Linked DNA regions of Hordeum vulgare: region 1 is linked to region 2. The links are chromatin contacts, called in public Hi-C maps. All regions are on one chromosome and are shown on one strand. The core of a region is the stretch at or near the end of the contact, and the rest is flanking DNA. Distances in the headings are between cores, read along the strand shown.

What was found. Hi-C and Micro-C count contacts between places; a contact is called where the count stands out from the background.
Region 1: a Hi-C map of leaf shows a contact between it and region 2, with 6 times the contacts expected there. The contact joins the promoter of LOC123444008 here to the promoter of LOC123443981 in region 2. A contact is called at or near these places in 4 of 6 Hi-C or Micro-C datasets (leaf and seedling) and 1 of 1 datasets of contacts at active chromatin or transcription factors (embryo).

The regions. Positions count from the first base shown.
Region 1 is chr1H:447,198,641-447,201,340 of MorexV3_pseudomolecules_assembly, forward strand. LOC123444008 (aldehyde dehydrogenase family 2 member C4-like) reads left to right here and starts at 1,314. Exons shown (of 9, transcript XM_045120607.1): 1 at 1,314-1,685. The coding sequence starts at 1,589.
Region 2 is chr1H:447,065,532-447,068,231 of MorexV3_pseudomolecules_assembly, forward strand. It overlaps LOC123443981 (cytochrome c-type biogenesis CcmH-like mitochondrial protein), which reads right to left and starts at 1,391. Exons shown (of 4, transcript XM_045120584.1): 1 at 1,318-1,391. It overlaps LOC123443999 (cysteine proteinase inhibitor), which reads left to right and starts at 896. Exons shown (of 2, transcript XM_045120596.1): 1 at 896-1,250; 2 at 1,342-1,654. The coding sequence starts at 1,107. The coding sequence ends at 1,521. LOC123443976 (transcription regulator complex subunit bur6-like) reads right to left here. Exons shown (of 6, transcript XM_045120560.1): 6 at 1,905-2,650. The coding sequence ends at 2,165.

The sequences.
Region 1 (2,700 bases), core at 64-2,563, 130 kb after region 2:
ATTACGATGTGGTGTTCCAGGCGGTGTCAACTGTGAAACAATTCCACATTGTCTTAAGTGAGCACCAAACTCGAAACTCAGATATTCACCCCCACGATCAGAACGTAGGAACTTGATCTTCTTGTTACGATGATTTTCAACTTGACTCTAAAATTGCTTAAACTTCTCAAACGTCTCAGACTTGTGCTTCATCAAGTAGATATATCCATACCTACTCAAATCGTTAGTGAAGGTGAGAAAATAACGATATCCGCTGCGCGCCTCCACACTCATCGGACCGCACACATCGGTATGTATGATTTCCAACAAGTCACTTGCACACTCCATTGTTCCAGAGAACGGAGTCTTAGTCATCTTGCCCATGAGGCATGGTTCGCACGTGTCAAGTGATTCAAAGTCAAGTGACTCCAAAAGTCCATTGGAATGGAGTTTCTTCATGCGCTTTACACCAAGATGACCTAAGCGGCAGTGCCACAAAAACATGAAGCTATCATTGCTAACTCTACATCTTTTGGTCTCAATGTTATGTATATGTGTATCATCGCTATCAAGATTCAATATGAACAATCCTCTCACAATGGGTGCATGACCATAAAAGATATTACTCATAGAAATAGAACAACCATTATTCTCTGACTTAAACAAGTAATCGTCTCGCAATAAACTAGATCCAGATATAATGTTCATGCTTAAGGCAGGCACTAAATAATAATTATTTAAGTTCATAACTAATCCTGATGCTAACTGAAGTGAAACTGTGCCGACGGCGATTGCATCAACCTTGGAACAATTTCCCATGCGCATCGTCAATTTTCGTCAACGGTTGCAACAACAAAAAAATTGTGGCAAAAAAAATATCTACGTGATCGTAGCAAAAATACGAAGAAGATGATGCGTGGTAGCAAAAGTCAAACGCCGGTTGTAGCAAATATCTACGTGACGTGTTGCCGCAAAAAATAATGATGGTTGTAGCAAAAATTGTAGCAAAAATCAAAACGCCGGTTGTAGCAAAAATCCAACAAACTCGAGTTGCAACCAAACGTATATGCAACTTTTTTGCTGGACAAATATAGTAAATAAAAAACGTTTATAGCAAATATGAACGTTGGTTGCAACAAATTTAAACCGGAAAAAGGCTATATGAAAAACGTTTGTATGAAAATAACACATGGTTGCAGCAAATTTGACGAAAAAATATTGCATGAACCTACCAGCGAGGCGCTCGAAATATTGCATGAACCTACCAGCAAGGCGCGCGACCGGCAGCGTTTACCTTTCATATAGCCCCAAAATCAAGCTGGGCTGTCGTTAATAAAGTCATTAGTCGGCCATAACGTATAGGAGAAAGTGTCCCCCTGTCTCCGCCCCACGCGCTAGCAGCCATACAACTGATAATACAAGGTGGAGGACAAGAGAGTTTTCAAGTCCCATCACAGTACTTGACCAAGCTGTTGCCAGACTGTTCTCAAAGAAGAAACGCCGTAGCCTGAAACCAGAGCCATCTCTATATAAGCAACTCAAGTCGTACAAGACTTTTCTCCGGTAGAGAATAGCAAGCTTGTGTTGCTGAGTTGAGACACGCATCACAATGGGGAGCAACGACGGCTGGAAGCAGACGCTGGTGGTGCCGGAGATCAAGCACACCAAGCTCTTCATCAACGGCGAGTTCGTCGATGCTGCCTCCGGTACGTCGTCATGATCAATTACCTTGTGCATGTGAAAATATTTATACTGGCTGTGCTCCAATCTCAATTTGATGGATACCTAGGAACTTACATATGCACCGAAAGATATACTGGCAATTTTATCTTGTTGTAGATGGGATGCATGTCAGATAAGATTGAGTATTTGAGATGGACCCAGCTCAACATAGTTGGCTTTATAGCTTTTGTTTGCGGGACGACTCTATAGTTTCTTATCCTTATCTTTGATGCAGACTGCATGTTAATATTTTTTTCTGACGGTAATTTTATAGATATACAGTTCATGCAAGTATCTACTGGAGTACAAAGCATGCTCAGATATTCCCCGCCTGAACCAAGTTAGCCTTCATATGCATGGTGTTTTCGACCAGTCGCCCCTACTTAGATTTCCTAAACGTCTGTCAGGGAATAAACCCAAAACAACTGAAGTTAAATTTGATTGTGGCTTGGCTTGGCTTGGCTTGGCTTGGCTCGCCGGCCGTTGTTTCTTAATTATGACCGAATGACTTGACATGGAAACATCAGTATATGAACATTCTATATAGGAACTACAGTAGATAGAGATATCTTCGGTTGCTACCGCCAAAAGAGAGGGGAAAAAAAACAATCCCTTTGTAAAACAGATAGTATAATTTTCTCCTTCCCCTGCCTCCCTTGGAACAGTGTCGCCACAAGGAGGGACACATGCCTTTGTTGACTTTGCAAATGTATTCTAATCACAATATGGACTGACTTGCCTATAATATCCTTTTGGATGAAGCCCAGAAATATATGGTTTTGCGTGTAAAATATCTGCTTGCTCTCCCCATCGATATAACCAACCTGTCACGCTCACGAGATTCAACAAAAGCATCCCATAACTTACGAAATTATTGTCTGCTATCCCTTTGATTGCCGCCACTTGATGTTTGAATATGCAAGCTACATACCGCCTACCGGTCGACGTTGGCGACTGCTGGCCGCAAACGAGAGAGAAAGAAATGCCGATGTGATTTGC
Region 2 (2,700 bases), core at 141-2,640:
TGCATTCGAAAGCGCCGACGAAAGTACTTTCGGATAGGTTGGATTTGGATCAAAGTAGTCTCATGATCTTTGCATGACCCTTCACTCTATCACGGTTGATGTGTATGCGGCCAAACTACGACGATGTGTTTCACCTTGATTCCAATGACCCTCCAACCCTGTCACCGGAATCCGACGAATCAACAACGAGGACAATGTTTCACCTAGCTTAAGAAGAAGTGAAAAGTAAGCAAGTTGTCATCTAGTGAGAGCTAAAAGACACGGAGAACATCCCCCCTCTATTTGTCAATAGCTTCCGCCTTCCTCTCTTTCATTTCACGTCGGTTCAGCCAAGCCAATAGATTCCATAGGCGGGTCAGTTATAGCTGTAGTAGCCTTTGATTAGGTCCTTTCAATAGACTTTCCGTAGCTATAATTCGATAGACTTTCCGTAGCTCAGTACTGCTGATCGTTGACGCCCGCAATATTCCGATGACAGGGCTAGACGGACTCGACGTCGAATAGAAGGGCAACGGGTGTGAAGAAAGGCAACGATGTAGCGGCGAAGCCGACGAAGTTGCAGTGACAGGAGGCGACGCGAGGAAGAGACGTGGCTTTTACTCGGCCGCCGAACAATGGAGTATATTTAAAAAAAAAAGGATACGCGGCTGAGAATAATTTATTCTCCATTACAACGAATTGGGGATGGCTAAGTGCCAGTTAGAGAAATAAAACCGAAATTTTAATTTTCTAACCGGTTATTAGAGAATCGGTTAGAGGTGCTTATGCTTCGCCAGCACTTGCCTTCAGAGCTAAGCATTGCAACGTCGCCATCGCACAACCAGCGCTGCTGCGTACCGCGTCCGTCGCGTCGGCGCACAGCGCCAGCGCTCCGCCCATCGCCCATAGCTGTCGCGCCCCCGAAAAAAATACACGTCGCACAAAAACGGAATCCTTCCGCCCCCAGACTCCACATGTCGCTATAAAGTCCCGACCCCCACTCCGCTCGATCAAACATCGTGTTGGCTCACGGAAATAGATCTGTTCTCTCTCAGACCCTCATCAGCAGCCAATCCGTCGTGCACTCCTCCCTCGGCTCAGCGCAACCCTCCGGACGCACGGCAGCCATGGCCGAGGCGGCGCAGGGCGGTGGGCTACGCGGCCGCGGCGTGCTGCTGGGCGGCGTCCAGGACGCGCCGGCGGGGCGGGAGAACGACCTCGAGACCATCGAGCTCGCGCGCTTCGCCGTCGCCGAGCACAACGCCAAGGCCGTAAGATCATCCCCGCCCGCCCGATCGATCCCAAAGTCATCTGATACGATTAACTGTAGTGGCTGACCTGTTAATTCTGTTTTGGGCGCAGAACGCGTTGCTGGAGTTCGAGAGGCTGGTGAAGGTGAGGCAGCAGGTGGTGGCCGGGTGCATGCACTACTTCACCATCGAGGTCAAGGAAGGCGGCGCCAAGAAGCTCTACGAGGCCAAGGTGTGGGAGAAGGCCTGGGAGAACTTCAAGCAGCTCCAGGAATTCAAGCCGGCCGCCTAATGAAAAGATGTAGATAATGCTAGTATGTTATATACTTATATGTAAGCTGAAGCTTGTGGCTCGAGCCTATCCAACATGCCAGCCTCGCTGGATACTGGCGTAATATGATGAAATAAACCTGCTCCCTACCTCATGTAGTTGCTCTGATTTTCCCAACGGAACATGCTGAGTTCCCAGTATTTTCACCTACTATCAGACACGTTGACTTATACTCCCTCTGTCCCAAGTGTCAAAAACGCTCTCATATTACGTGAGATGGGACGGAGGGAGTAGTTTGCAATTCACCTCCAAAATATCTGGACCTCTTGCATCACAGAAACAACACAAGATTGTCAGCATTAACCACCAAAGCAAGAGAGAAAAATCCACAGCTAACAAGCATAAGCATTGCGACATACCATCTGATCTAAGAGCGGCCGTGATTTACAACCGGTGAACCTGTCTAGTTATATGGTTGCTACACAAAAGATACTATAGCTACTACTGGCTACTGAGCCATCAACATATGTGACATCCTAAATTACTTCTGCAGCGTCTGCGGGTACACATACTACTAAGAGAATTGCTACTACATTGTCAAGCTGGGCCTGCTAGGATGTACATCATGTCATGTCTACCTACTAAATCCACGCTGGAGTCACCGTCATTCTTCATTGTCATAGTCTTCGTCCTCCTCCTCTAATCTATGGTTTGACGACAGCGCAAACTGGACCGGATCCAAGGCCATCTTGTTCATCTCAGGCAGTTGCCAGCCCAGGAGATCCTTGGTCTCCACTTCTTTCAACAGTGAAACCGACGGCCCTGAAGTCTGGACTTGCGACGCCACGATCACCACCGGAGCTGCAGGATCGGCTTGCGGTGCCACTGTATCCTCCTCATAGTCAGCAAGATCTAAGTTCAAGTCAATGTTCCTTAAGGAGGCCCTGGCATTGCTCAAAGGGGTATGCTCCTTGGTTTCAGTTGTGTCAAAACCATCTCCAGTCTCTACCTTTAGGTGGCCTGGGTTGCTAAATTCAGTGCGAGCTAATTCATGGTGTTCAATCTCCCTCTCAGCTCCACGCCCGGCACGGCGACCTCTCCCGCGTCCCCTCCCACGCCCTCTGCCGTTGCTTGTGTGGCATGCTGCCTCCTGCATGTGCAAAACTTTTATCAGCAAAAGGAGGTTGAATGGGCGACATA